7 separate regions of the Mus musculus genome follow, and regions 1, 2, 3, 4, 6 and 7 are each linked to region 5. A link is a contact called in public HiChIP or PLAC-seq and promoter capture Hi-C data. All regions are on one chromosome and are shown on one strand. The core of a region is the stretch at or near the end of the contact, and the rest is flanking DNA. Distances in the headings are between cores, read along the strand shown. Region 1 holds the start of H2-Q2 (histocompatibility 2, Q region locus 2). Region 2 holds the start of H2-Q4 (histocompatibility 2, Q region locus 4). Region 3 holds the start of 2310061I04Rik (RIKEN cDNA 2310061I04 gene). Region 4 holds the start of H2-Q1 (histocompatibility 2, Q region locus 1). Region 5 holds the start of AA388235 (expressed sequence AA388235). Region 6 holds the start of Ppp1r18 (protein phosphatase 1, regulatory subunit 18). Region 7 holds the start of Ddx39b (DEAD box helicase 39b).

Region 1 (3,970 bases), core at 1,101-3,600, 1.4 Mb after region 5:
AAACCTTACTATGACAGACAGAGACCCTCAGCTACTAGAGGCAACCCCAGGTCTTCACAGATGATGATGGGCTAGAGAAGAATTCCATCTTGATTTTGCTTTAAATGTGACAAAGCCAGACCTACTGGGTGAAAAATCTGCCTTTCACCAGGATCCTGTATAAACTGTGGACAACTGGGGAGTTGATTGTCTTGCTTTGCTTAGACAAATTAGGCTGATTCCCCCAGGGTCCTCCTCCACTGGAGAGTCTTTGGACCTTCTGGACCAGGCAGGGAAGACTGATACTACCCTGGGTCCTCTGTCCCCAATTAAATCCAGACTACCACAGTGGAACCTTCAGTGGTTGACACATCTGTCTTTTTTGTTTGTTTGTTTTTTGTTTTTTGTTTGTTTGTTTGTTTGTTTTACAAGACAGCGTTTCTCTGTGTAGCCCTGGCTGTCCTGGAACTCACTCTGTAGACCAGGCTGGCCTCGAACTCAGAGATCTGCCTGCTTCTGCCTCCCAAGTGCTGGGATTAAAGGCGTGTGCCACCACTGCCTGGCCACATCTGTCACTTTTAATAGATTTGGAAACTGCTTGGTCTGTACTTGCTGCTTACTCAGGAGAAATTCATCCTTCTCAGATCTCTGATGGTGTGGACTAGGGAGAGCTTTGTCAGTTTAACAGCAAGCAACAGCACAGGCTTCAGGTGCTTCTCAGTTCTCTTCATGCTTAAAAATCATGGACACTCTCCAGAGTTGCTACTGGGTCTCCACTGATCACATTGTTACCAGATTCTCAGAAGAGATAAACTCCCACCAAAGATTTCAATGTAACGTTTTACTATTCTTTTATGTAAAGGAAGTTGTTTTACAGTGACTGCTGTCAGTAACCAACCACCTGTGTCTTGTGTCTAATTCGATGGAAAAAAACTGTAAAGTGTATGTAACTTCTAAGGATATGAGAGGTTAAGTAATTGCAACGATCTTAAAAGTGTGCTTTGAGATCTGTGAATGTCACTTATAAAGGCCATAAAAAGTGCTTTAAATGCAGTTTATAAAGGTCTAAGGAGCCTCTTTCCTTTCTGCCATTGCCATGCCATCCAGACTGAGGAAGACCTGGAAACTCCGGGGCCACCTGAGCCGAGGCCATGGTTGCATCAGGAAAACACTGCGAGCACCCAGGAGGCCACAGGAATGCTAGAGGCATCACCTCAGGATGAACTTCACAAGTGTCACCCAGGTCACTCAGGGAAAGTTGGTGTGAGGCATGACCACCTGAAGAGGAACCAGAGCTTCTGCCCAACTGTCAACCTGGATAAATTGTGGATGTTGGTCAGCGAGCAGACATGGTTCAATGCAGCTAAAACCAAGCCTGGAGCTGCTCCCATCACTGATGTTGTGTGATCAGGCTACCACACAGTTCTGGGGAAGGGAAAGCTCCTGAAGCAACCCTTCTCCTCCCATGCCCTGACTTTATCAGTCCCTCCCATGGTTATGTCAACAGCATCAACCAACAGGCAAGGGAGAGACAGGTCCTCAGGACTGAGGGGCAGGAATGGAGTTGGAACCCACTGTGTTCCCATTCCTTGCATTCCAACTGTTTTTCCATGGGGCCTCCATCCACAGGACAGGTCCCTGGCTCAGCTCAGGGAGAGGAACTCACATATCCTCCTCCCTCAGCTCTCACTGAGTGACCCTGCACCAGGAGCCTGTGCTGTTTGTATTTTGTTAATTCCACACCAACTGAGACATATATAAGAAGAGGATCCTGAATTGAGAAATTGCATCCATCCAGGACGCTTTTGGGGAAGTGTATAAGGCAATTTAAAAATTATTATTAATGATCAGTATGGAAGGGCTCAGCTCACTGCAGGTTGTCTTAGCAGGTCATCAGGGATTGTATAAGAAAGCAGGCTGAGCAAGCCATGAGCTACAAAGCTATTAGCACTGGTCCTCATCCTCTTCTTCAGTTCCTCCTTTAGAATCCTCTCAAGGTCCTGCCCTGAATCTCTTCAATGATAGACTGTGATGTGGAAGTGTAAACTGAAAGAAACCCTTTCTTTTTCAAGTTGCTTTTGGTCATGGGGTCTTATCACAGCAATGGAAACCCTCACTAAGACACAGGTGCACAAGGGCCTCACTCTGCTCCCTGCAGACTCCACCCTCTCCTGCAGCTCAGCTCCTGCCCCTCCCTTGCCCTGTAGCAGCACCACTTTATAGCTCCTGGGGATCTGATGCCCTCTCTGAACCCTGAGGTAGCAGGAATTATCTGGCAGGTCTCATTTCCATTGGGTGGCAGGATCCTGGGAAACCAACCAGCTCCTCAGCAGCGGGCGCAGGTTATAAAGTCCATGCAGCCAAGGGCCTCAGATGCCCTGTATCCCAGATGGGGCAATGGCGCTGCGAAGGCTGCTCCTGCTGTTGGTGGCCGCCCTGAAACTGACTGAGACACGCGCGGGTGAGTGCGGGGTCGGGAGGGAAACAGCGTCTGCGGAGAGGGGCTGGGGCGGCAACGGGGAAGCCGCGTCCCCACGTCGCCCACCATACCTTCCGCCCCTTCTCCACCTACATCTCGAGCACCGCACCCTGCTGGCCTCCCCGCCCGCGAACCCGGCCGGGGCTCCGGGAGGAGGTCGGAGTCTCACCGCGCGCCGTCCACAGGCTCACACTCGCTGCGGTATTTCACCACCGCCGTGTCCCGGCCTGGCCTCGGGGAGCCCCGGTTCATTATCGTCGGCTACGTGGACGACACGCAGTTCGTGCGCTTCGACAGCGACGCGGAGAATCCGAGGATGGAGCCGCGGGCGCCGTGGATGGAGCAGGAGGGGCCGGAGTATTGGGAGCGGAACACACAGGTCTCCAAGGAAAATGAGCAGAGTTTCCGAGTGAGCCTGGGGACCGCACTGAGCTACTACAACCAGAGCAAGGGAGGTGAGTGACCCCGGGTCGGAGGTCACGACCCCTCCACGTCCCCACACAGGAGCCCAGAGACCTCCCGCATCCCAAGTCCAAGGTTCGGGAGCAGAACCCACCTGGAATCGGTTTCCCTTTCAGTTTGGTTGAGCCCACAGGTGGGCGGGGCCGGACAGGTAGTCTGGGGGCGGGAGCGGGGCGGGTGGTGGCGGCCTGGGCCGGGTGGGGAGGGGGTGGGGAGCTGACCACGGGATCCCGTAGGCTCTCACACTCTCCAGTGGTTGGTTGGCTGTGACCTGGGGCCAGACGGAAGCCTACTCCGAGGGTATGAGCAGTCTGCCTACGATGGCCGCGATTACCTCGCCCTGAATGAGGATCTGATAACGTGGACAGCGGCGGACCTGGCAGCACTGAAGACCCGAAGCAAGTTGGAGCAGGCTGGTCTTGCAGAGAAGCGCAGGGCCTACCTGGAGGTCGATTGCTTGACGTGGCTCCGCAGATACCTGGAGCTCGGGAAGGAGACGCTGCTGCACACAGGTGCAGGGGCCCTCGGGCAGCTCCTCCCTCTGCCCTCGGGCTGGGGCTCAGTCCTGGGGAAGAAGAAACCCTCAGCTGGGGTGATGCCCCTGTCTCAGAGGGGAGAGAGTGACCCTGGGTCTCCTGATCCCTCATCACAGTGACTGCACTGACTCTCCCAGGGCTCAGCCTTCTCCCTGGACAGTGCCCAGGCTGTCTCAGGAGGGAAGGAGAGAATTTCCCTGAGGTAACAACAGCTGCTCCCTTCAGTTCCCCTGTAGCCTTTGTCAGCCATGGCCTCTCCCAGGCCGGGTTCTCTGCCCACACCTACTGTGTGTGGACACTGACTCCTGTCCTGCTGAGTGTGTCAGCCCTTGCACCTCAGGACCTGAAGTCGCCTTTACCTGATGGGAGATATGGACTCCCCTACACTAGGCTAATTTGCCCAGTATCTAGAATTTTCATAGAGTACATTTTCATAGATCCCTCCCAGTCTGTTGGGTTTGCATCCCTTCCACAACCCAATTCTCTCTATTCCTACAGTGGTGAATGGTCATGT
Region 2 (4,220 bases), core at 1,704-4,203, 1.4 Mb after region 5:
AACTGAGCCCCGTAATATGTCCTGATATGGGAAACCAAGGAGTGACCTGATCCACAACTTTTAAAAAGTTCTCCAGGGTCTCCTTTTTCAGCCCGATTCCTTTCACTTTCAGCAAGTCCTTAAGGGCTTGGTGCACTGTTTGACCTGAGGTTGAATTTCCCATTGGGCTTGGTGCAACTTGTCCCCAAACCAGGAAACTTATCGTCTCAATCTGAGAACTTAAATTGTCCCATTTACATGGGAACCTTACCAGCTAGCTGCCCTGACTACGATGAGTTCTGAACATCCCCGCACGGGCCACCATTTGTTGCCTCCGATTCCGACCAGCAGAAAGGAACTACGACACATAGCGTTCTTCTCAAAGCAGTTTATTCAGGAACCTTTCAACATGCATGCAGGAATCTCTCTCCAGAAATCAATCTCTCTAGGAATCTCCTTACTCCACCCCCAATCGCAATCCCTTATATAACCCCTCAACCACGCCCCATCAGCCCAGTCCATGTAACAGCAGTCCATTGGCCAGAATCATCACTCATCATATGGTCCGATCCTGCATCATGGTGCACCTGCTCAGTTCTCACAATGGTCGTGACTTTTTTTAAGGTGTATGAGGAAGTCAGGTACAAGTCATAAGACTTGGCTGCAGTCCCGGGCGCCATCTTGGGACTGTTGCCACACCGGCTCCTCACACCCAGTGTCTCAGCCTTTGCTTGCAAATCAAGTCCTGAGTTCTCAGCTGTTCCTCCACCACCTTCACTCTGTCATCATGGACTCAAAACCTCTGAATCTAGAGAAGAGATTAAACACATTCTTTTATATGTTGCCTTGGTTACAGTGTCTTATCACAGTAATAAAAAACTAACTGAAGCTGGTGTGGTGACACAGGCCTTCAATCCCAGTGTGGTGGATTGAATAGGTGGCCCCATAGACTCATGTGTTTGAAAGCTTGGCCCACAAGGAGTGGCACTATTAGGAGGTGTGACCTTGTTGGAGGAAGTGTGTCACTGTGAGGTTGGGCTTTGAGGTCTCCCATGCTCATGCTCTGCCCAGTGTGGAAGGAAAGCCTCTCCCTGGCTGTCTTTGGATCAAGGTGTAGAAGTCTCATCTCCTCCAGCACCATGTGTACCTGCACACTGGCATGCTTCCTGTTATAATGGACTAAATCCCTGAAACTGTAAGCCAGCCTCTACTAAATGTTTCTCTTAGGAAGGAATGCCTTGGTCATGGTGTTTCATCACCACAACAAAACCAAAACTAAGACACCCAGCACTTAGGATGCAAAGGCAAGGGCAACATGATCTACATAATGAATTCCCGAATAGCCAGGGCTGTGCAGATAGACCTTGTCAAAAAAAAAAAAAACAAAAAACAAAAAAAAAAAAAAAAAAAAAAAAAAACAACACATAGTAAAATAAGAAGAAATGTAATGGAGACAGATCCTCTCTGTGAAGCACTGCCTAACCCCAACAGCATCTCTAGGTTGGTCAGGAAGAAACCTAAGAGCATCAAATCCCCACGGAAAATGCTCACAGCATCCAATAACAGTGGTTCAGGGAGACAGGGTCTGCTGAATCCCGGTGAATCTGGGGGGCTGCTGTGGAGATCTGCATGGGGAGGTGACTGGAGTTCACACCGGTGGTCACACACATTTGTTGCTCTGTGTGATGAGTGACTCTCTTCAGGAGTCCCCACCCAACTCTGCTCTTCTTTCCACTTCACTTCTGTGGCTATGGTTTGAAAAGATCCACAGAATCATGAAATGGGTAAAATTAATCTTCCCCCACACTACTGATCAGGGATGAAACCTCACATCACCAGTGTGTGCTCTCTGGCATGAGAATCATCTTTCTTCCAGTGTCCACACTGCACAGGCCTGAGAAACTCTGGGGCCAACTCGGTTATCAGAACCAGTGTCCCACACAGCTGTGACATTCATGTCCCTCACCTCATCAGTTCAAAAGTGTGAGTGAAGGTCAGGGAGGGAGGGAGAGGGTCAGAAATTACATAGCTTCTACCGTACTATCATCATTATTCTGTGTTATAGTTGGTGACAGTTCCTCTCCTACTGTTATTGAGTCACTAAAGCAACTGCACCATGGAAGTACAGTCACAGAGAAGTGAAGTGGAGACAGGGATCAGTGCCCTGCTGTCTGTGGTCTGCACAGGGGTCTCTCTTCAGTGGACAAGGGGGTCTCCTGTGCTGAGACAATGTCCCAGGTCCACAGAGACAAACTCAGAAGGAAGATCTTTGTTTTTAAAAAAACAAAAAAGAAACAAACAAAAAACCTGCAGCCACAGACTTCATCTAGGAAGTGACACAAGGAATCTGTGTCCCAGCACAGGGCTGAGAAGACAGATCCTGAGGGAAAAGACGAAGTATCCTCTTTATAGAAGAGAGTCCTGCACTCAGGCTTGGCAGTGTGAGCCGCCCACTGCAGGTGAACAGAGCCTGGTCTCTGTGGTGTTCTAATGGGGCTTGCAGGCCAGCGCCTCTGCTTTAAGGAGAAGCCTCTCTCCACTGCATCCCCAAGCGCTTGTGTTGCCATTGTATTCCTGGAAGTGGCTTTTCTTCTGGAAGGCTCCAGGGTCTGACTTCTGAAGAGAAGAAGGAAGAGGAAGGGTGGAGGGAAGATACAGAGAGTCTGGCCTGCAGGTCTCTTCTCTCCTGGTGTCCTGACAGCTTCTGGGTCAGAACTCGGAGACACCAAGACAAACAGCTCTCTGTCCACAGCACAGGGTTCAGGCAAAGTCTTAGTCTCCAGGCAGTGAGATCAGGGGTGGGGATTTCCCATCTCCCCAGTTTCACTTCTGCTCCTAACTTGGGTCAGGTCCTTCTGCCCGGACACTGATGACTTACTGGCAGTTCTCACCCCCATTGGGTGACGTGATCACCGGGAACCAATCATCGTCGCCGCGGGAGCAGGTTATAAAGTCCACACAGCCCGCCAGAGTCAGATGCCCAGAATCCCAGAGGGGAGCAATGGCGTCAACAATGCTGCTTCTGCTGGTGGCAGTCGCCCAGACCCTGATCGAGATCCGCGCGGGTGAGTACCGGGTCCGGAGGGAAATGGCCTCTGAGGAAAGGGGAGGGGGCGGCACGGGGGAAGCCGCGTCCCGGCGTCGCCCACCTGACCCTCCGCCCCTTCTCCACCCTAGCCCCGCGCCCTGCTCCCCTCCCGGCCCGCTCACCCGCCGGGGGTCCCGGAAGGAGTTCGGGGTCTCACCGCGCCCTGCCTCCAGGCCCACACTTGCTGAGTTATTTCTACACCTCCGTGTCCCGGCCGGGCCTTGGGGAGCCCCGGTTCATCTCTGTCGGTTACGTGGACAACACGGAGTTCGTGCGCTTCGACAGCGACGCGGAGAATCCGAGATATGAGCCGCGGGCACCGTGGATGGAGCAGGAGGGGCCGGAGTATTGGGAGCGGGAAACACAGAAAGCCAAGGGCAATGAGCAGATTTTCCGAGTGAACCTGAGGACCCTGCTCAGCTACTACAACCAGAGCGCGGGCGGTGAGTGACCCCGGATCGGAGGTCACGACCCCTCCACGTCCCAAAACAGGGGCCCGAGACGTCCCGGGCCCCAAGTTCGAGGTTCTGAGCAGAACGGACGCGGGACTGGTTTCCCTTTCAGTTTGGAGGAGTCCGCGGGTGGGCGGGGCCGGGGCGTGTGGGCGGGGCTGACCGCGGGGTCCCGCAGGCTCTCACACTATTCAGGTGATCTCTGGCTGTGAAGTGGGGTCCGACGGGCGCCTCCTCCGCGGGTACCAGCAGTTCGCCTACGACGGCCGCGATTACATCGCCCTGAACGAAGACCTGAAAACGTGGACGGCGGCGGACATGGCGGCACAGATCACCCGACGCAAGTGGGAGCAGGCTGGTGCTACAGAGAAAAGCAAGGCCTACCTGGAGGGCGCGTGCGTGCAGTCCCTCCGCAGATACCTGGAGCTCGGGAAGGAGACGCTGCTGCGCACAGGTGCAGGGGCCGCGGGCAGCTCCTCCCTCTGCCCTCGGGCTGGGGCTCAGTCCTGGGGAAGAAGAAACCCTCAGCTGGGGTGATGCCCCTGTCTCAGAGGGGAGAGAGTGACCCTGGGTCTCCTGATCCCTCATCACAGTGACTGCACTGACTCTCCCAGGGCTCAGCCTTCTCCCTGGACAGTGCCCAGGCTGTCTCAGGAGGGAAGGAGAGAATTTCCCTGAGGTAACAACAGCTGCTCCCTTCA
Region 3 (3,997 bases), core at 1,404-3,903, 1.9 Mb after region 5:
GCTGTCTTCTAAACACTCACTTGCTCTAATGTACACTACCACATGCACACAAACATGTTATTTTAAAATTTAAAAAGATAGACTAAAAATCTCTACCCTCAGTAAGATGACAGCCAAATCAGGGTAAGTTAAGGACTGCTGGAAGACCAGCAGTATTAGGGAAGCCACTGTAGTTTCGGCCCCTTCCCTCTTACCGGTAAAGATCCTCTTTATCACGCCTGTAGAAACGCAGGAAGAGCATATGTATGGGCAGACCTATTAGACGCCAGCGGGCTTGCAGGGTCCAGTTCTCAGGGTGGCGGGTCAGCTGTAAAATCTCCAACCGAAACTGTGCAAAATAGTTCCAAACCAGGAAGCGGCAAAGGGTCAGGGACATAACATAAAATGTCCGGCCCCTGTGAGAATAAAGGGACAGGAATATCAGGACTGCAGAACCAAAACTGATTCTGCCAAGGTGTGGGGGAACAGTCTCAGGAAGCAGCTAGAACCTTCTCTGGGACAAGACCCAAGTATTTATTTAGCATGGGTCCTCTTCTCCCTCCCTCGTCCCAACTCTCACTTGGTACGAATGTTCAGGATCTCATTGATGAATTCCACATCCATTGAATATATAGTGTAGTCATGGGAGCGAAGGAAGAGGGTGGGAAGCTAGGTGGAAGAAGAAGGCATCAACTCAGCAGGAAAGGTTCAGTCCTTGAGCTTGGAATCCTCTTCCCTCAACCTCCAGAGTATAACCAGTTTGGCTCCTCAGTAATCTATCTTTAGGGTCTTCTAACTTCCACTCACCCTCCCCCACCCCCGCCCCAAGTGAAACGGCACTTTCAATTTAATGGTCCTTAATTCAAACAGGGACACCCTTTCCCCAAGAAGGCATTTCACAGCACAGTAACGAGGACAAGTTAACTGACTAGTCTCCATATTTCCCTGCTACAGATGGGCTGCTTACCTCTTGTCTTAGTCTCTCATGCATGACAGCCAGGTGTTCCTCCATACTCTCATCTCCTGATGGAGTGGTGGGGGAAGAGTGGGAAGGTCCAGGGGCTTGGAAAGGTATCACAGCCCCAGGATAGGGGCAAGGCGGTCCCTCAAAAAGGCTCCTAAGCCCATCCAGGCAACCACTGTGTAGTTCCGGTCCTGGTCCCTTCTCCCTCTTTCTCGGAGGAAGAACCATACTCAATGAGTTGAGAGCCTGGGCCTGAGAGAGAGGTGGTGGAGGAGCCTGGGGAAGATGGTGGGTAGGAGGATGTGAGGGTGGTAGTGACCGGTGAGGAGGAAAAGATGGAGAAGTCGGTGGAGTGGAGTGGGGCCAGAGCGGGGGGAATGGTAGAGGTCGAGGAGAGAGCTGGTCCTAGGGAAAAGAGAACAAAAAGAAAAAAATCAGACATCTAAGCATGGTGGTGTAGGGGCTACCATGGATTCCAGGCCAGCCAGGGCTACACAGACCTAGTTTTAAAAAACAAAACCAAACAAAGGAACAAGAAATCAGCTCATGCTCCTCCACCCCAGCTGGGCTGATCAGAAGCTTCAAGTCCTACCTGCAGAAGAGAGTTTACCAGAGGAAAGGGAGACATGAGGAAAGAGCGCAGGAGGACAACAGCACCAGGGCCACCGTCCCCAACTTTAGAAAGAACACCTATGATTCCATCATTATCCTGGTTTACTGCTCCATGGGAGAAATGATGCGATCTATATATAACATGTATCAGGATTCTGAAATAGAGCTGTGCAGGGCAAAGAACATCCAAGTGAAGGTGTGAATAGTTCTGAGTTGACTCTGTTGGAACCTCTGGGCACTCTGCCTGCACCTCAGTTTCCAGTAAATAGAGGAGAGGCCTATATAACAGGATGATGAATGTATAAACTTCGTCACCCATAAAGTAGTACATAAACGGAAGCTATTATCATTATATATTACATATATATTCTATATTATCATTTTCTGCACCATTAAATGACAATCGGGCCGATTGCTGAAGGGTGAACTCGGTCACTAACGCTGCTACTGCAAGGATGGCAGGTCACCCGAGGTCAAGCCTGATTCCAAGTCCCTTGGCGCCCAGGAACCCCAGGGGCAGGGGGTCCATGGGGCCTGGCCGAGCCCTCTGGGAGCCTTCCCCGTCGCCGGGGGCGTGGCCGTGCTCCCGCCGTCCCCCGGAGCCCGACCCGGTGCAGCGGCCAGCCTTTCGGGCAGGACCGTTCTGCAGGTGCACCACAGGCCCGCAGTTCCGGCCTCTCTGCCCTGCCCTTCAAGTCACCTCCAGGCACAGGTAAGAACGGCGGGGACCGGGGCCACCCGGGATAGCCGCTCCCCGGACCTCACCGGGAACGCCGGCCCTAGCGGGCCCCGCGCCCCTCACACGTGCAGCACACGGGTGGTCAGGGGCGGCGGGGGCCTCTGCGCCTGCGCGGCCCGGCGCCCCGCCCCTCGGCCGGCTCTGAGGAGGGTCTCCGCCCGCCCCTCCTCACCTGGGGTCGCGCCTGGTAGGCGCGGAGGCAGGGCCCGAGGCGCCGGGCGGCCCCCGGGCTCGGACGGTACATGGTGTTCCGGGAGTGAACGGGCGCCTCCCGCGTCCCGTCTCCGTCTCCTCGCCGGGCAGCGCGCCCCGGAGCCGGCTTCGTGAAGGGGAAAGGAGGGAGGGGGGGGCCGGGGCTAAGGGAGGAAAACGGAGAGACCGTGCGCCTGCGCACAGCGGGCCCGCAGCAGCCCAGGCGCCGCTACGCGGGAGTGCGCTTGCGCACAGCGGGCCGGGGCGCTCCCAGGGCGCCTGCGCAGCCTCTTGTCAGGCCTAGCAAAATGAGGGGAGGTAGGACTGAATATAGTTTCAGGAGAGAGACTGAGGGGCATGTGAATTTGAATAATGACAAGTCACTTTTTGTCGGTAGCTATAGTGATAACAAATAAATACTTTTATTGCTCTGGTTAAAAATAACGATACAAAGGATCTGAGGCTGACAGGCCTGTTGAATGAATGAGTGAATGAATGCATCCATACTGAGGACTAAGCTTTGGCCATGGTTACCAAGGCCTGGTGCTGCGGCGTTCCTGCAGGTTTCGAATGACCCTGGCGTTCATTATGTCCCCACCCACCGTCCAGGACTGGGGGGGTGGCGCCTGGGCCCTTGGAGCACCTGTCTGTGTAGGCTCCTCCCCAGACCCATCCAGTAACAAGACCCGATCCTCACTGGCCGACCTGGTGGGCAGGGAGATGAAGCGTGTGTTAGAGCTGCTAACGGGGAATTACGCTGAGACAATTCTTCAAGGTTGTGGGTGCAGGGTAATGTACAGACACCTGTTGGGTTTTAAGGCTGGGACAGTTACCACGGTGTCCAAACTTAAGTACTCAGAGCACGACAGAGGGGAAAAACACCAGAATTCAAGCCACAAGGAAGAAGGCTTATACGACGTTAGGTAGAAAGATGTGTGGGGGAAACTGGTATCCAGTTCACACAGACTTAGGAGGAAGCAGGAGGAGTAGTGTTAGGCAGTGTCAGAAGGTGCTGGCAGCTGTTAAGGGGGAGGTGTAGACCTCACCTATCCTCCGCTTCCTGTTCCCCCTGCTTCCGTTCTTGGTTGCCTGTGGAAATACCAGGCATCTAGGGAGACTGTAGTCGTATGTGTGTGTGACCTATTTGGTTGGAGAATAAGAAAAAGTGGCTACTTACCTGTACCCAGGAATGAGGTATTGAATCCCCCATGGCGGCTGTAGTGGCAGCTTTGGGCTACCAGCCCCCAGGGAGTCCCCCTGTAGAAGAAACGGGAGATGAAGGGGAAGAGGCTCAGGATGAAAAGGTGGCATGGAGGGGTCAGAGGAGAAAGGAGGGATAGCGTGGGAACAAAGACGATGGGCAGCTACCTCCCTAAAGGATTCTTGTCTAAGACTTCTAGCAAAGGTAGGGGAGGGCTTATTTTATACTTCAAGATTTCCTGTACCATCCTGCACTGTTGCTTTGCTCTAACTGGGATGGTGTGTGATGTGATCTAATTATGTCAAAAACA
Region 4 (4,322 bases), core at 1,207-3,706, 1.3 Mb after region 5:
GAAAAATGTTTCAGATCTTTCCTCTCTATGCTATTGTTACATTAAGATCTAAAAGTTTCAGAGTTTTAACATTCATCAATGGAGTTCTGATGAGTTATTGATCTATCTATGATAATCAATAATTGCTATTATAGTTACAAGCTCAAGATTATGAATTTCCTATGGTTGTCTTCTAAGAATAGACTTAAAAGTGCTTCTCACTGAGCTAAAAACATCTGTCCAATCTCTATGCACCCTGTGTTCTGGATAGAGGTAGGAATCTTCGTGGTTTTACCTCCAAATCCACTTTTGGAGTCCACAAGCTTTTACTAAGACTCAAAGGCATGAGTCTGCTGCCGTTTTTACAATGTGAAGTTCAGCACAGAATCCACAGTGGTATGTTTACATGTCTAAAATTTATCTCATTTTGTAAACTTTTAAAATTCTTTGAAGCTTCAAAGAATCTACTTGAATCCACTTCCCACAGGTCAAATGGACTCCAGATAAGAACTGTCAATCAACAGCCTGTTTCATCTCCTGCCTGTTCAGCTTAGTCCTAAGGGTGGGGTTATCCTCTCCTTTTCTGTGGTCTTGGGATGCCCCACCCCCAACTAATAAGCCTATGGGTTTAAAACATTAATCCTAAAGAAAAAAATTATTCTAGCCTCCTTAACATTACCTTCTGATCTTTATATATACAGATAGGTTTCAGTAAAATGCTAGCTCCAGGTGTTTCCTCAACCTCTGCATGCCAGACACAGCTTCAAAGCACCTGCCCCATGATGGTTCAACTGAAAGATGCATCTGCATTCCCCAGCTGCAGGTGGTCCTGCAGAGCCTGGACAGTGAGGGAACAGCATGCTTTTTTTGAACCTACCCAGCATCCCAGCTTTCTTGGGTCCCCAAAGATAGTGACACCTCCCCCAAGACAACAGGAGGATTCTAAAGAGCTCAGTAACCCCATTTCTGCTTCACCAGACACCCCTTCCTATTTTCTCACCATATATAGTAAATAAGAAGAAGGGATGTCTGTCAACCAATGACCACCCACATTCCAGAACCAGCCTGCTTTCAGCCTCTCAGTTCCAGAAGCCACATCATCACCAGCCACCAAATGTGACACATTTCTACTGTAGCCACAAGTTGTGTATCCTTATCCAGCTCAGGTCTCCACAGCCCCCTCTTTTTCTCTTCCATACTCACTACCCACCCACAATAAATCTCTCACATGAAGTCTGTTGTGTTGTGTGACCTTTGCAAAACCTCATGGTTCTCTGATCCATGCAAGAACTCTAACAAGCCCACAGGGTCAGCCCTGAATGTTTCCCCAGCTGGGCAGGTGTCTGTTGGAGCAGGACCTAAAACTGCAAGAAGTCTGAGCACGAAGGGAAATTGTCAATGTCCAAAGTGTGGAAGAGCACTTCTCATTCCTTTTTAATTCTGTGTCTATATGAATGTCTATATATCTATCTGTAAACTACCTACCTACCTCTCCTCAGTCTCCCCCAAATCAGATTACCCTGTTCTGAGGTAATAAACTGTCCCTATTTCTCTCCCCATCTCCTCCCTTGCACTGACTTTATCAGTCCCTCCCGAGGTTATATCAATATTGTCAAACACAGGCAGGGAGAGAAATGTCCTCAGACTGAGGGGCAGGAATGGAGTTGGACCCCACTGTGCTCCCATTCCTTGCATTCCAACTGTTTTTCCATGGGGCCTCCATCCACAGGGCAGGTCCCTGGCTCAGCTCAGAGGGAGGAACTCACACATCCTCCTCCCTCAGCTCTCACTGAGTGACCCTGCACCAGGAGGCTGTGCTGTTTGCATTTTGTCAACTCCACACCAACTGAGACATATATAAGAAGAGGATCCTGAATTGAGAAATTGCATCCATCCAGGACGCTTTTGGGAAAGTCTATAAGGCATTTTTAAAATTATTATTAATGATCAGTATGGAAGGGCTCAGCCCACTGCAGGTGGTCTTGGCTGGTGATCAGGGATTGTATAAGAAAGCAGGCTGAGCAAGCCATGAGCTACAAAGCTATTAGCACTGGTCCCCATTCTCTCTGCTTCAGTTCCCACTTAGAATCCTCTCTCAAGTTCCTGCCCTGAATCTCTTCAATGATAGACTGAGATGTGGAAGTGTAAACTGAAATAAACCCTTTCTTCCTCAAGTTGCTTTTGGTCATGGGGTCTTATCACAGCAATAGAAACCCTCACTAAGACACAGCTGCACAAGGGCCTCACTCTGTTCCCTGCAGACACCACCCTCTCCTGCAGCTCAGCTCCTGCCCCTCCCTTGCCCTGGAGCAGCACCACTTTATAGCTCCTGGGGATCTGATGCCCTCTCTGACCTCCTGAGGTAGCAGGAATTATCTGGCAGGTCCATTGGGTGGCAGGATCCTGGGGAACCAACCAGCTACTCTGTGGGCGCTGGTTATAAAGTCCACGCAGCTCGAGGGCCTCAGATGCCCTGTATTCCAGATGGGGCAATGGCACTGGGAAGGCTGCTCCTGCTGCTGGCAGCCGCCCTGACCCTGACCAAAACCGGAGCGGGTGAGTGCGGGGTCCGAAGAGAAACGGGCTCTGAGAAGAGGGTCGCGGCCGGCACCTGGGATGCTGCGTCCCCGCGTCGCCCACCAGACCCTCCGCCCCTTCTCCACCCACGTCCCGCGCCCTGCTCCCCTCTCGGACCACGGACCGCCGGGAGTCTCGGGAGGAGGTCCGAGTTTCACCGCGCGCCGCCCCCAGGCTCACACTCGCTGCGGTATTTCGAGACCTCGGTGTCCCGGCCCGGCTTCGGGAAGCCCCGGTTCATCTCTGTCGGCTACGTGGACGACACGCAGTTTGTGCGCTTCGACAGCGACGCGAAGAATCCGAGATATGAGCCGCGGGCGCCGTGGATGGAGCAGGAGGGGCCGGAGTATTGGGAACGGAACACACGGAGAGTCAAGGGCAGTGAGAAGAGATTCCAAGAGAGCCTGAGCACCCTGCTCAGCTACTACAACCAGAGCAAGGGCGGTGAGTGACCCCTGGTCGGAGGTCACGACCCCTCGACGTCCCTACACAGGGGCCAGAGACCTCCTGCTTCTCAAGTCCCAGGTTCAGGAGCAGAACTGACCCGGGACCGGATTCCCTTTCAGTTCTGTGGAGTCGCGCGTGGGCGGGGCCGGGGGAGCGAGGCGCTGACCCAGGGTTCCTGCAGGCATTCACACCTTCCAGAAGTTGTCTGGCTGTGATCTGGGGTCAGATGGGCGCCTTCAAAGCGGGTACCTGCAGTTCGCCTATGATGGCCTTGATTACATCGCCCTGAATGAAGACCTGGAAACCTGGACAGCAGCAGATGTGGCAGCTCAGGAAACCCGACGCAAGTGGGAGCAGGCTGGTGCTGCTGAGAAACACAGGACCTACCTGGAGGGCAAGTGCCTGATGTGGCTCCACAGATACCTGGAGCTCGGGAAGGAGATGCTGCTGCGCACAGGTCTCTGGCTGGGGCTCAGTCCTGGGGAAGAAGAAACCCTCAGCTGGGGTGATGCCCCTGTCTCAGAGGGGAGACAGTGTCCCTGGGTCTCCTGATCCCTCATCACAGTGACTGCACTGACTCTCCCAGGGCTCAGGCTTCTCCCTGGACAGTGCCCAGGCTGTCTCAGGAGGGAAGGAGAGAATTTCCCTGAGGTAACAACAGCTGCTCCCTTCAGTTCCCCTGTAGCCTCTGTCAGCCATGGCCTCTCCCAGGCTGGGTTCTCTGCCCACACCCACTGTGTGTGGACACTGACTCCTGTCCTGCTGAGTGTGTCAGTCCTTACACCTCAGGACCGGAAGTCTCCTTTCCCTGACATGGACTCCCCTACACTAGGCTGGTTGCCCCAGTTTCTAGAATTTTCTAAAGAATACATTCTCCCAGATCCCTCCCTGTCTGTGGGGTTTGCACCCCTTCGACAACCCAATTCTCTTTATTCCTACACTGGTGAATGGTCACATGAGGCCTTATTGGGAACCCTGGAGGAATATAAATCATGGAATTTCTTTTTCTTTTTTTCTCTCTTTTCTTTTTCTTCTTTCTTTCTTTTTTCCTTACTTTTTTTTTTTTGTGGAAGGCATTATTTTGCTTGTAGTCATCTTTTGTCTGCACTGGAATGATCCTGTTTCTCCCTGCCCTTGTATTATCATGTGTATCAGTCTACACAGGTGCCAGGGAAGGCTGCTAACCTGGATAATTTGACAAGTTAAATCAGGGTTCTCATTAAAGGAGAGATTCCTGTGAACTTAGAGTGTTTCCTGTCAGAACTAAACACCCAGAAGCCTCCTGCTCTTCCTCTGCCCCCCACAAGTTACAGTGCCCC
Region 5 (3,974 bases), core at 1,237-3,736:
ACCTCATACACTGGAGACTAGGACTTTGCCTGAACCCTGTGCTGTGGAGTCTCTAAGTCCTGATCCAGAAGCTGTCAGGACACCAGGAGAGACTCTCAGGCCAGACTCTCTATGTCCTCTCCTCCACCCTTCCTCTTCCTTCTTCTCTTCAGAAGTCACACCCTAGTGTCTTCTAGAAGAAAAGCCACTTCCGGGAATACAATGGGGACACAAGCGCTTGGGGACGCAGTGGAGAGAGGTTTCTCCTTAAAGCAGAGGCGCTGGCCTGCAAGCCCACACGGACCCCACAGAGACCAGGCTCTGTTCACCTGCAAGGGGTGGTTCACACTGCCAAGCCTGAGTGCAGGACTCTCATCTGTTAAGTGTAGACTTTGCTCTCCCCTTAGGATTTGTCTTCTCAGCCTCAGGGTTAGAGGCTTCTGAGATTGTCCAAGTGGATTGTCGTTGTCTCAGCACAGGAGACCCCCTTGTCCACTGAAGAGAGACCCCTGTGCAGACCACAGACAGCAGGGCACTGATCGCTGTCTCCACTGCACTTCTCTGTGTCTGCACGTCCAAGGTACATTTGTTTTAGTGACTTAATCACAGTAGGAGAGGAGCTGTCACCGACTATACCACAGAAAAAGGATGATAGTGTGGTAGAAGTTATGTAATTTCTGACCCTCTCCCTCCCTCCCTGACCTTCACTCACACTTAAGAGCTGATGAGGTGAGAGACATGAATGTCACAGCTGTGTGGGACACTGGATCTGATAACTGAGTTGGCCCCAGAGTTCCTCACGCCTGTGCAGTGTGGACACTGGAAGAAAGATGATCCTCATGCCAGAGAGCACACACTGGTGTTTCGAGGTTTCACCCCTGATCAGTGATATTGGGAAAGATTAAGTTTACACAGGTTTTGGTTGTGTGGAGTTTGACCTGACCTCTCCCCCGTTTCCCTGAGAACTTGATGCTCTTAGGTTTCATCCTGACTAGGGAAGCAACTGGCCTTAAGCAGCTCCACAGAAGGATCTGTCTCTGTTACTTTTCTTCTGTTTTATCCTGTTTTTATAAGGCAAGGTGGGTCTCCACAGATGACCATGTTCATCAGGCTGGCCTTGAACTCACAGAGTTCGCCTGTCTGCTGGGATTAATGGCCTGTGTCATCACACTTGGCTTTCGTTACTTTTCTACGACTATAAGACGTTGGGACCCCATCAAGTTGTGAATGTTTTTAATCTGTTCTCTACTTTCAGAGAATGTGAATCCATGACGGCAGAGGAAAGACATGGTACAAGAACAGTGTAAGCTCACACATCTATCTGCATACCAAAGGAGAGACACTGGGAACAGTGGGAGTCGCTCCTCCCCACCCTCCCATCAGTGCTTCATTGGCTTGCTCTCTCATGAGGTCACAGCTCAGTGGGTCAGCCATGTCCCTGCACTCACACTGGTCCTTGCTGTCTTCTGAGAGCACTGTCAGAAAGCACAGGTGTCGATCACACGTTGGCTTGTTCCAGTGGCAGTCGAGAGTTGTAGGCGTAGGACACAGTGTTCAAGGCGTCCTTGTAACGGTCCATGCATATGGTGATGCATTCCTGCTCAGAGTTGTCCAAGGAGCCCCAGGCTTCCTGATGCACTTCCTGAAACGCCTGTCAGTCATCTTGAGCAGCTCCTGCTCATGCGCAATGGCGGTCTGCACGTTCACCTGCTCTATAATGGTCCCTGGTCCAGCTTTCCGCAACCTACGCCATTAAAGTCCAGCCAGACCACAGGCACAGCCAAACGCAGGTGCCTGGAGCCTGGAAATGTTTAAAACCTCAATGCCCAGCCCAGTGACACTTCTCCAACCAAGCCACACCTCCAATCTTTCTCAAGAGTTCCATCTGCTGGATATGAAGGATTCATTCCTATGAGCCCGTGTGGCTGTTCTCATTCAAACCAGCATAGCGTTCACTATGAAATGGAAGAGACCAGCAGGGTTCTGCAGATGTGTCCAGTGCAATCTGACAGAGATACCCTCCAACAGGGGACTCTGCGGAGTTAGGTCTCCCCCTTTGCCTCTGTCCCCTCCTGCTCAGCCCCTCTCTGTCTCTGTCCTCAGGCCTCTCCCCATCAGTGCCCAGCTCCCCTCCCTCCTGAGCTATGCACTGACACTGTCTCTTCCTGGGCCTCTAGTTTCTCTCATGTGCTCAGCAGCAGGCTGTGGATCAGCTGTGTGGTTTTGATGTGAACATTCCAGTGGTGGCTGGAGAGATGGCTCAGAGCTGAGAGCACGTGTTCCTTGTTGGGAGCCGCCCCACATTCGCTGTCACAAGGTGGCGCTGACATCCTGTGTTCTAAGTGGTAAACAAATAATCTGCGCATGTGCCAGGGTACTCCTCCCCCCATGTACTCTGCCTTCCCCGTGACTACAACTCGGCCATGGGCTGCAGCCAATCAGGGAGTGATGCATCCTAGCAAAAATATAGTTCTCCTTAAAGAGGGAGGGGGTTTCCGCCATCTCTCTCTCGCTGGCATCTCTCTGGCTCTGCGCGCCTTGCGCTCTCTCGCTGCCTAAAGATGTAACAATAGGACTCGGCGCTCTGGCGCGCCCTCGCTCTCCCGCGCGCTCTGGCGCTCTGGCCCCATAAAGATGTAAGCAATAAAGCTTTGCCGCAGAAGATTCTGGTTGTTGTGTTCTTCCTGGCCGGGTGTGAGAGAACGCGTTTGTAACAGTTCCTGTTGCAGAGGATCCAGGGTGAGTTCCATCAGCACATGGTGGCTGTCAACCATCTGCAACTTCAGTTCCCAGGGATCGAATGCTAGTGCTAGTGCACATACATATTCACATACAAAAATGATTACATCTCATGACAATAAAATTTTAAAAATATGATTTGAAAAATACTCCTTCTCTTTCTCCTACACATCCAGAGTGTGAGGACAGGAGTGGAGGGCACAGGAATGTTTGGACATCACTGTCCCACCAGCCAATGAAGAGCGCTCTGTAACAGGACAGGAAAAGATGGTTGAAATAGAGTGTATTGAAATGACAATTTGTCAAAAAGCATAAAATTAAAAATACAGATGATATTTCATTTTATGAACCTACCATGCCCAGTGGGTCACAGCCTCATCCCAGGAAGAAGACACAGTGTGTGCTCATCTTTGCACTTGAGCTGATGTGAGTTTTTGATTCCCTATGAACAAGATAAATTCGACTCAGACGTTTGAATGCTAATTTGTAACAGCCCATGACATCCCAACATCCAGAGCATTCCTGCAGAGAAAGGTGTCCCCTTTCCCATCTTCCCTCCCACTGCAGACCCTCCAGAGTCTCACCTGTTGAAGATGAAAGAGAAGCATCGCATTCTTGGGCAACAGCGCCGCCTGGTGGAAGAAACAAAGAGGACAGCGTCTGAACCCACAGAGCTGAGGGTAAAGGGGATCCAGGCTGCTGAGCTGCCCCAGGGCCTCCTTCCTATCTGCACTTCTCCAGGGCTCTCAGGTCTCAGGCCGCCCTGCTCTCATCAAACTACATCCAGAAGAACTTTACGTGCTTTTCCAGCCGTGGGAAGAAAACTCCCTGTAAGAGGGGAGGCAGGAGGCAGAGCCATGGGTGCTAAAAGGAGCTGCAAAGCCCCAGAGAGCAGTTCCAGAACTCGGACAGGGACCATGGTGATGATTCTTTGATGTCAGCTACATGTGGGGTTAACTAAAACCTCAAAATGGAGGGCAGCATCTGTGAGGTGTTTTTGCTTAATTTGAAGTGTGAAAATCAATTTCTGATCCTTTTCTTTGAGGTAGGAAGACACAGGTGTAAACCAGAATATTTGAGCAGGAGCCCCTCCCACTTTTTGCTCTGGGCCATGACTTCTGCTGGAAGCCTACATGAAGACCTGGAAGAAGGAAAGGCTTGCTCTGTGTCTGCTTGCTCTTCTGGTTTCTACAGTTGCTGATTCAGGCATGGTGTTTCCCTACTGAGAGGACTGGACTGTACCTGCTGGTTCCTGT
Region 6 (4,339 bases), core at 1,802-4,301, 1.9 Mb after region 5:
GCGTGGACATCCCGGTACTTTGGCGTCCTTCAGAGGTCGCTCTATGTGGCGTGCACAGCCCTGGCCTTGCAGGTATGAGGCCTGGCCAAGGGAGACTGGTGGAACCGAAAGAACATGCAGAGCTCAGCCTCCATCCCTCCTGGGCATATTCTCCTATCAGCAAAGCTGTATATATTTGACATTCCCCAGCACACTAAGAGAGTCTCACCTTTGCAACATTGTTCATGTTTTATTGCTTCAGCTCTGAATTCCTCCCGGGTTCTTATCCTACAACCTCCCTAGGCCTCACAATAGCACTTGTCTTCCAGTTGGTATTCTCATGGATGTTTGGCATAGGCTAGTTGAGTGATTATTATCCACCAGCCCCCATCCCGTCCAGTCTCCAAAAAATCCTGTGTAGGGATGGGCCATCTTCATGTCCTTGGTACCCCTCCCAGAACCCTCCACATGGTAAATATTTACTGTTTATACCTGTCGGAAAGAGTCCTCGTAGGTTATTGTGGGGCAAGGGAGACCACTGGTGTGCCCAGTCTCTCATCTTTCCCCAGTTGGTGATGCGGTACTGGGAGACTACACCCAGAGGCCCAGTGTTATGGGAGGCTCGGGCTGAACCATGGGCCACCTGGGTACCTCTCCTCTGCTTTGTGCTCCACGTTGTTTCCTGGCTCCTCATCTTTAGCATCCTTCTGGTCTTTGACTACGCTGAACTGATGGGCCTCAAGCAGGTGAGAATCCCACACCCCTACGTGAGATCTGCGTCTGCAAGTCTCTCCCTCCTGAACTCTTCTGACTTCTCTCGGCTTTGTAGTGCCTCTGTTTTCCTCCAGCTTGCCTTAAAGGAGAGTGACTGTAGGTCTCCTGGGCTTTGAGGGTGGATGCTGGGAAGAGGACGGAGGCAACTGAGATAGAGGGCTTGACTTTGAGTTCCGTGATGTTCTCTCTTCCAGGTTTATTACCATGTGCTGGGACTGGGCGAGCCCCTGTCCCTGAAGTCTCCTCGGGCTCTGAGACTCTTTTCCCACCTTCGACACCCAGTGTGTGTGGAGCTGCTGACTGTGCTGTGGGTGGTCCCCACCTTGGGCACCGATCGGCTCCTCCTGGCTCTTCTCTTTACCCTCTACCTGGGCTTGGCTCATGGGCTTGACCAGCAAGATCTCCGCTACCTTCGGTCTCAGCTACAAAGAAAACTCCACCTTCTCTCCAGACCTCAGGATGGGGAAGCAGAGTGAGGAGCTAGTTCTAAGCCCTGAATTTACTTCCCACCTCAAAATCAAATCCCTTAGTATCCAGACGGAGTTTGCTTCAGACCGCGGAGGAGGTTGGAAGTCATGCCCTGAAGGGGCTGTGCCCTCTCCTGCTGGAGAACTCAGTTCCTGAATCTTGATCCTGAATTCTTATTCAAAGTTTCCTCCACTGGTCTTCAAGATCCGCCTCTCACCAGCCAAGAATGGTTACAAAACTCATGAGTCTCCTTTTCTCTTAGAGCATGACCTCCACACACACTGGGTCAGTTCACACAGGGGAGCACCTCAGCTCACACTGGGGAGCACTCACTCCCCTGGCACTGTTATTGGCTCTGCACCTCAGGGATTCCCTTCCATGTTTCCACCTCAGGGAGCTATGTCAGGGCCTATCTGAAAGTTTATAAGTAGTGGCTCTTTTGTACCGCGGCTGTGCTTCCTCCCCACTCCTGCCTTAGTTTCTCCTTAGGTCTTTCCCTACAGCTCTGTGTGGTCTCCTAAGGCGACGTCTCCCGATTTTAACTCGGGTTGACTCAGGGCTCCCTGCTCTCCCAAAGGATATGCGCTGCAGAAAAAATAAAATTTTATACATATGATATCCACTTGTCTGTCCATGACTCTCAAGCCGCAGAACCAATTGTGGGAAGGAAGATGAGACCTAGTTTTTGCGGTGATAGCCGAGCACTCTAAAACGATCGCAAGGCTGGGGCCACACCCCATGGACCCGCCCCATCTCTCAGTCGTCCAGTCCTGTTCCCTCCAAATATTAGTTTCTCCGCGTATAAATCAGGGAACCCACGGGAGACAGAATAACTCTCTGGGAGGAGAGCGAACTCCCAAAGCCATTTTGCCTCAGACCCCAGGGCCTGGCAGCCGCCTTCTCTGCCACGGTAACAAAGACTGGCTAGGGAAAGAAAAAGCGTGGGGAGGAGCGGCGAGAGATGGGAAGGGCGGGTCCGACTCCAAGCAGCTGCCGCTTCCTCCCCATGTCCCTCAGGGGGCCTGAGTCACGGGCCGCCGCCCCGGGTCGGCCAGCTGGAGAAGTGGGTCTGGACACCCCGCTTCTTCGGGGCTGCAAGGAAGGAAGCGGGTGAAGGTCTCTGGAGACAGACAACGGAGAGCGAGGGGATAGCCACAGCAAGAGAGAAGTCCCACCAGAGTCCACGCGGGAAGGAGGGCAGCGAAGCCCCGCCCTTCGCCGGGCTCCTCCCTGCGCCCCCTTCCCTCGCCCCATTGTCCGTAGACAAAGCGGTCGCCGCCCCCGCCTGGCCCCCAGTCTGCGTCTCCGTCCCTCCTCTTAGGCTCCCTCTTCCCTCCTCCTCTGTTTCCCTCCCTCCCTCCGGATCTCCCTTCGCCTCTCTCCTCCTCTTCCTCTCTCCCGACGCCTGACTCCACTGCACCTCCTCCTAGGGACCCCGAGGCGTGTAAGTTGACTATGTGGCTCCCACTTTAAGAGAAGTGCCTCCTGGCTCCAGATCTTCCCTGGAGTGTCTCCCCTTTTGCATAGATTGTCCCTTCAGTTCCCTCTGGTGCACAACCCTTTGGGTCAAGGTCCCCTGAGAGCCGGCTCCCTGGTTGGGGAAGACAGCAGAGGCGTGATGTGGGTCCTCGTCGCGCCCGAGTTCTGGAGCGTATCCGGTGGGGAGGCCGGCGAGATTGTAGGGACTGAACGCGGCTGGACGCCAGGGTTCTGGGAATGTACGGGGCTGCACACTTGCTCGGGTACCAAAAGTCCCCAAGGAGGGTATTTCCCCTGACCCGCCTCGGGGGCGGGAAAGACAGTGGGGTAGGGGCCGGACTGAGGGGCGGGGCCGAGCGCAGCCGGGAAGGCAGCCGGGAGCTGCGGGGGCCCCGTGCGAAGAGGCGCCGGCGCCCTTGCCTGTTTCCCGGTCTCCCCTTCTACCCTGGACCTCTGCCCTCTACATCTGTCCTCACCTCCTCACCTCCTGCCCGATCTCCTCGCCCTTCGCCGTCTGGTTCCCTGTTCTTCCCGTTTATCTCCCCCTGCGTACCGGGGGAGGCAGTCTTGACTGAATCCGCTCACTTCTCAGCCCCGGCTCCTCCGGCTCCTCTCTCTCTCCTGCTTTTCCTCTCTCCCCTTTCTTATATCTTAGGGACGGTCTGGTGCCCACAAACCCCAATCTAGCTCTGCCTCTGCCCGGAATCTCGACTCTTCCTCTCCCACTATCCCCACCCCCAACTTGGCACCCAGCTTTTCTCTTCAGTTTTTCAGTTCCTGACTCTTTTGCTGTCCTTCCTTTCACGGCCTTCCTCTATCTTCATTCTTAATTCCACTGTCCCCTCCTGCCCTTCTTCGTCCCTTCCCGCATCACTTCCTCCCCCAACCCCCATTCTCAGTCTCCGGGCTCCTCTGAAGCTTACCCTTCCTGTTCCTGTCCCCCAATACTCTCTCCTTCACTTCCAGTGACCATGACCGCTATCCCAGATTGGAAGCTACAGTTGCTAGCCCGGCGGAGGCAGGAGGAGGCAGCGGTTCGTGGCCGCGAGAAAGCAGAACGGGATCGCTTGTCCCAGATGCCAGCCTGGAAGAGGGGAATCCTGGAACGACGCAGAGCCAAGTTGGGCCTGCCTCCTGGAGAGGGGAGCCCTGTGCCTGGGAATGCTGAGGCTGGACCTCCAGACCCAGATGAATCTGCTGTCCTTTTGGAGGCTATTGGACCAGTACATCAGAATCGATTCATCCAACAGGAGCGACAGCGGCAGCAGCAACAGCAGCAGCAGCAGAGAAACGAGGTGCTTGGTGATAGGAAGGCTGGGCCTCTGGAGGTTCTAGAAAGGAGATCAAGTCCTGGTAATTTAAGAGATCAGAGTCCTAAGGGAAGAGAGTCCAGAGAAGAGAGGCTAAGTCCCCGGGAGTCCAGAGATAGGAGGCTGGTGATAGGGGGAGCCCAAGAGTCAAGTTCGAGGTCTCTTCGAGACTGGAGGCAGAGCCCAGCAGAGGCCAGAGACCTGAGTTCCAGACCAGCAGAGGCTCAGAAATGGAGGCTGAGCCCTGGAGAAACTCCAGAGGAGAGTCTGAGATTAGCGGGTTCTGGAGATGACAGTCCCAAGAGAAAGGAGGTGTTGGAAAGCATTCT
Region 7 (4,079 bases), core at 878-3,377, 1.3 Mb after region 5:
CGCATGCCTTTAATCCCAGCACTTGGGAGGCAGAGGCAGGTGGATTTCTGAGTTCAAGGCCAGCCTGGTCTACAGAGTGAATTCCAGGACAGCCAGGGCTACACAGAGAAGCCCTGTCTCAGGAAAAAAAAAAAAAAATCTATGCCAAATAAGGCAGTCATGAAACACCAAAGATATCTCACCACCCAAGTCTCACTTGGCAGACCAAAGAGCTCGCTGGAGTTATTGGCAGTATGGTGGGTGATAGGTTACTTATAGGAGTGAGACTGGAGTAGCTTCCCATCAGAAAGTCGCCCACCAGCGTGACTTGTATGCAGACCAAAGAGTCCTGCCACCAGGAGCTGTTTATTGGTGACACAATCTGGGAGAAGTGTTCCGTGTCTTGCAACTTTTTTTCTGAATTTCCTGAGCCTTCTCCACTCTCATCAGGAGGAAATGTTTCGGGGGAAATAGCTATACAAAAGCAAGGAGATTTTTGAAGAGGAGGGACACATGTGATAGGAAATTGGGGTGCTTACACCCTGGTGTTTCCCTGCTAGCTGTATTGCCTTGGCCACCTTGTTTTATTTCTCTATTTTCATATGTTTACAGGAAGAGTGGAGCGGGGCATGGGTCTGCATTCAAATCCTCCAGCAGGAGAATTGAGAGCTTGAGGCCAGTCTATATAACTGCTCAAACTCAGTAACAGAGAAAGGAAGAAAAAAATGGCAAGACAGATGAGGGGCACTCACCTTGCTGTGGCCCCAGTGGCCCAGGTTTTAAGCATTGTTAAAATCACAGCCAGCTGTTAAGACAATCCCTTCCTGCCCTGGCTACCTTAACGAGGACTGTCAGCATGGCCATTTTGAATCTTCTATAAAGTCTTTGAGGAAACCACACAGCTAATGGCTCAGCCAGGATTGTTTCTGTCCTCTCTCTCCTCCCCCAGTGGAGGGTGGAACTTCCCATAGTCCAGTAGCAGGAAGATGTGTTATCACTGATGCCAAAGGGACAATATTATGATTGGTGCAAACACAAGTCTTCATTTGCACGAGTTTGCTGTTTGCTGTGTTTGGTGCAAACACCCTTTGCTGGCTGTAAAGCAGAAAGTTTGGCTCACTTGGGTCAGCTGGGACAAACCTTACTATGCTACCCTCCACAATGTCACATTAGGTCCAGTAACAGGAAGACAGTGGCTAAGAGCCCGCCAACTAGGTCACTAGGAGAGTTCCTGGAAACGCTTCAAAGCTAAAGGCCCAGGTACCGCACTTTCTGGAGCTACAGTTCGTAATAAGTTACCAGGGCCGAGGAATTCCCACTCCTCTCTGATTTATACAAAACCCGCCGGCCTGCTGCTTAGGGCTGCCAAATGCGGAGGGATCAAAAGCTACCAAGCCCCAGCCCAGAGAGCTTATGCGTTGAGCAGGACACAGCCAGCTGGTTGGCAACACTGATACTTAGTGTTACTTTGTATTAATATTAAGTGTCCTTAATAGGGAAAGCCCGAGCTTGTGTTTATGTAGCAAGGCAACAGGACAACACTTCTGCTATATGTAACATCTCAAAGGGAATACCACATGGGGGGAGGGGGATGTCCAGGCTGAATAATGGAACTGAGATTATTCTGCTGCTCTAGTTAGCAAGAATTATGGAAAGGTGCATAACCTCAAACCCCACCATTTATTTAGCACCTAGACAGAATGTAAGCCTCCATCTTTCGATATAATTTTGGGTAAATCCTGCCTATTCTCTGCACGACTGTAATGGGCGTGGTCACGTGTCCCCCTCCCCTCCAGCAGAGGCCCGAGTTAGCCGCTCTCGGGTCACCTTGACTACGAGGCTAAGGACCCCGTGAGAAACGCTTCTCATTCGATCGCGGAGTCCTCCATGCCCACAGAGAGGTGCCCAGGGAGAAGCCTGGCGTGGCAAACAAAACTAAAGTAGAGCCGACCGTCGGAGGGTGTTGCATAAGCGTAGAAGAACAAAATGGAGAGCTCTGCGGGGGAAGACGTGAGTTTCCTGTCGCGCTCTTGCTACTGGCGACCGGAGGAGGCGTCGTCTGAAGCTTCATTTCAAGTGGGCGTTCTGCAAAGCCAGCCGCGGAGCGCGCGCGGCGAAAGCCTGCTTCCGGCTCCTTGCGCGTGCGCCCTGGCGGCCGGGAAGGCGGGAGGCCGGGGCGAGCCTGGAACCGGAAGTGAAGGCAGCTTCCCGCCTCCGTCCCCGTTGCTGCCGCCATACACGCTCGCAGTGCTTAGGTAAGCTTTGGCCCTGTGCACCATCCACCGCCATCTGCTTCTCCCGCGGCTCGCCCCGCCGCGCGGGTCCCTGATACCCGGTGCCGGGCCGGCGCCGTGGCCGCCGGCGCGCAGGCGGGCGTCCAGTTCTGTTGTCTTCACCCCTTTCTGAGAGCAGATCTTGGCGGGGAGCTGGGAGACAAGGGGGGAACGATCCAAAATGGTGGCCTCGGCCGCCATTGTGTCTCCGCGCTTCCTGGGTGTTCCAGTGGGTCCTCTGCCCACCCGGGGCCGCGGCGGCCGGAGGCGGCGCCAGGAGGAGGGCGGGGCCCCTCGCATCTCCCCTCCGGGCCTTTTCTTGCTCGCCCAGGGATGGGAAGATCTCGCTCCGGGGCCCGTCCAGCCCTTTGACCCCGCTTTCGCTGCCTTATTTGGAGCTCTCTGTGAATGGCTGCCTCTGTGCGTGGCCGATGGTGTCGCGCACTTCTGGGGAAGCTTTTCCGAGAGCACTGCAAGGCGTTCCTTTCTAAGGCCACCCGGCTCACACTCTTAATCCTGCATCGTTCTCAGCTGTGACCTTAATTCCTTAGTGCGACTTTTAAAATTAACTTTGGCAGCGCTGAGCCGAACCTTGCGGCCTCTCGCGTTACTAAGCAAGCACTGCCATTGAACTGCACACACCCATCTTTTTCAAAACAAAAAAATTTTTTTTTTCTTGAAATGGAGCCATTCATACACTTCCCACCCTCCGCCCCGCACCACCCTCCTTCCTGCTTCTGTTCCCCGGTCCAGGTGTGCGCCGCTGGGACGGCCACTCGGGGGTTTCTGAGCAAGAGAATAGCGGCAGCCACATGATGTTTGCATTTGGGAAGTGAGCGCTCTGCGCAGTGCTGACCCTTATCTATCACCCTTGACTGATGGCTGACGTTGGGGATCACCACCGTGAGGTGGCAGGAGAAAGCGCAGTCTCTGTCTTCCCTTGTCCTTTGTGTCTCAACCCTCGTGTGAGTCGTTAGTCACGCTCATTTTACTGCGGTCTCCCAGTTGGCTCCTGCCTGTCGAAGTGTGTGTTACAAAGTCTGGTTAGCGGTGGAGCCCACTCTGTCTCTCCCGTCTGGTGTTCCCGTTTCTTATGTCATGAGTCTCTTTGTTAACTCTTCTTTCGGGACAAAGGTTTCACAGTTTAGGGAAGAATAGGACGGGTGTAGGGATCGACGAGAAGTGACGAGTCCATTCGTGACTGATGAGTTTTTCCGGTTTTTTTGTTGTCCCCTCTCCCAGCTCTTCTGTCGGAAACTGGTGTCTTTCCCCTTGCTGTTCTTCAACCCCTCTCTTTGGCCCTTGCTTCCTCACCTGCTCTGGGACACCTAACTCAAGAGACCTCCCTTCTCCCCCTGCCGGCCCAATTATGGCAGAGAACGATGTGGACAATGAGCTCTTGGACTACGAAGACGACGAGGTGGAGACAGCCGCTGGGGCAGATGGGACCGAGGCTCCCGCCAAGAAAGACGTCAAGGGCTCCTACGTCTCCATCCACAGCTCCGGCTTCCGAGATTTTCTACTCAAGCCAGAGCTGCTCCGGGCCATCGTTGACTGTGGCTTTGAGCATCCATCAGAGGGTACATTTTATTGTTGGGTGTAGAGACCTTATTTAGCACCTCTGGTGCAAGAAAAGGGAGGTTCAAGTCTAGGGTCATAGGATTTGAATTTATTTGGGATAGGCCAAGCTCTGAGAATGTACCCAAGACGGCAGCTGTAGAAGAGGCTTTTGTTCTCCGTTAAACAGAGGGCTGCCATTTGTTCTGTGCCTGGCTTTTTTGCTTGGTTTTTGTCTTTCTGACTGTTCGGACTCCCAGAGAGGGCCTG

The links. Promoter capture Hi-C pulls out the DNA fragments that hold promoters and counts their contacts. HiChIP or PLAC-seq counts read pairs in DNA pulled down with a chosen protein or histone mark. Capture Hi-C pulls out chosen DNA fragments and counts their contacts.
Region 1: a promoter capture Hi-C map of liver shows a contact between it and region 5. The contact joins the promoter of H2-Q2 here to the promoter of AA388235 in region 5. A contact is called at or near these places in 1 of 39 promoter capture datasets (the 3T3-L1 cell line), 1 of 484 Hi-C or Micro-C datasets (liver), 3 of 115 datasets of contacts at active chromatin or transcription factors (embryonic stem cells and stem cell-derived neural progenitor cells) and 3 of 9 other capture datasets (adipose tissue, liver and pancreatic islet).
Region 2: a contact with region 5 is called in an H3K4me3 HiChIP or PLAC-seq map of stem cell-derived neural progenitor cells, with 40 times the contacts expected there. The contact joins the promoter of H2-Q4 here to the promoter of AA388235 in region 5. A contact is called at or near these places in 4 of 115 datasets of contacts at active chromatin or transcription factors (embryonic stem cells, microglia and stem cell-derived neural progenitor cells) and 1 of 9 other capture datasets (liver).
Region 3: a contact with region 5 is called in a promoter capture Hi-C map of liver, with 6 times the contacts expected there. The contact joins the promoter of 2310061I04Rik here to the promoter of AA388235 in region 5. A contact is called at or near these places in 1 of 39 promoter capture datasets (hippocampal neurons) and 2 of 9 other capture datasets (liver and pancreatic islet).
Region 4: a contact with region 5 is called in an H3K4me3 HiChIP or PLAC-seq map of stem cell-derived neural progenitor cells, with 26 times the contacts expected there. The contact joins the promoter of H2-Q1 here to the promoter of AA388235 in region 5. A contact is called at or near these places in 1 of 39 promoter capture datasets (the 3T3-L1 cell line), 2 of 484 Hi-C or Micro-C datasets (both in liver), 3 of 115 datasets of contacts at active chromatin or transcription factors (embryonic stem cells and stem cell-derived neural progenitor cells) and 2 of 9 other capture datasets (adipose tissue and liver).
Region 6: an H3K4me3 HiChIP or PLAC-seq map of embryonic midbrain shows a contact between it and region 5, with 4 times the contacts expected there. The contact joins the promoter of Ppp1r18 here to the promoter of AA388235 in region 5. A contact is called at or near these places in 1 of 39 promoter capture datasets (liver), 1 of 115 datasets of contacts at active chromatin or transcription factors (embryonic midbrain) and 1 of 9 other capture datasets (liver).
Region 7: a contact with region 5 is called in a promoter capture Hi-C map of the SN4741 cell line, with 4 times the contacts expected there. The contact joins the promoter of Ddx39b here to the promoter of AA388235 in region 5. A contact is called at or near these places in 10 of 39 promoter capture datasets (the 3T3-L1 cell line, 3T3-L1-derived adipocytes, the C10 cell line and 6 more), 1 of 15 datasets of contacts at CTCF or cohesin (large pre-B cells), 6 of 484 Hi-C or Micro-C datasets (the CH12 cell line, cerebellum, embryonic fibroblasts and 3 more), 11 of 115 datasets of contacts at active chromatin or transcription factors (T-cell acute lymphoblastic leukemia, astrocytes, bone marrow-derived macrophages and 5 more) and 3 of 9 other capture datasets (adipose tissue, liver and pancreatic islet).

The regions. Positions count from the first base shown.
Region 1 is chr17:35,339,957-35,343,926 of GRCm38.p6, forward strand. It overlaps H2-Q2 (histocompatibility 2, Q region locus 2), which reads left to right and starts at 2,351. Exons shown (of 8, transcript NM_010392.3): 1 at 2,351-2,440; 2 at 2,644-2,913; 3 at 3,157-3,432. The coding sequence starts at 2,377.
Region 2 is chr17:35,376,664-35,380,883 of GRCm38.p6, forward strand. It overlaps H2-Q4 (histocompatibility 2, Q region locus 4), which reads left to right and starts at 2,954. Exons shown (of 6, transcript NM_001143689.1): 1 at 2,954-3,044; 2 at 3,157-3,510; 3 at 3,698-3,973. The coding sequence starts at 2,981.
Region 3 is chr17:35,894,725-35,898,721 of GRCm38.p6, forward strand. It overlaps 2310061I04Rik (RIKEN cDNA 2310061I04 gene), which reads right to left and starts at 2,654. Exons shown (of 6, transcript NM_001033630.1): 1 at 2,467-2,654; 2 at 947-1,348; 3 at 560-648; 4 at 195-395. The coding sequence starts at 2,538. It overlaps Atat1 (alpha tubulin acetyltransferase 1), which reads right to left. Exons shown (of 13, transcript NM_001142744.1): 11 at 3,664-3,743; 12 at 3,533-3,575; 13 at 2,871-3,191. The coding sequence ends at 3,017.
Region 4 is chr17:35,318,091-35,322,412 of GRCm38.p6, forward strand. It overlaps H2-Q1 (histocompatibility 2, Q region locus 1), which reads left to right and starts at 2,457. Exons shown (of 8, transcript NM_010390.4): 1 at 2,457-2,535; 2 at 2,731-3,000; 3 at 3,185-3,460. The coding sequence starts at 2,472.
Region 5 is chr17:33,979,006-33,982,979 of GRCm38.p6, forward strand. AA388235 (expressed sequence AA388235) reads left to right here and starts at 2,487. Exons shown (of 1, transcript NR_033305.1): 1 at 2,487-3,974.
Region 6 is chr17:35,863,564-35,867,902 of GRCm38.p6, forward strand. Ppp1r18 (protein phosphatase 1, regulatory subunit 18) reads left to right here and starts at 3,052. Exons shown (of 3, transcript NM_175242.1): 1 at 3,052-4,339. The coding sequence starts at 3,672. It overlaps Nrm (nurim (nuclear envelope membrane protein)), which reads left to right. Exons shown (of 4, transcript NM_134122.2): 2 at 1-72; 3 at 549-725; 4 at 948-1,837. The coding sequence ends at 1,229.
Region 7 is chr17:35,239,619-35,243,697 of GRCm38.p6, forward strand. It overlaps Ddx39b (DEAD box helicase 39b), which reads left to right and starts at 2,128. Exons shown (of 11, transcript NM_019693.3): 1 at 2,128-2,234; 2 at 3,495-3,832. The coding sequence starts at 3,622. It overlaps LOC115488830 (a small nucleolar RNA gene), which reads left to right and starts at 3,060; the gene lies at 3,060-3,136.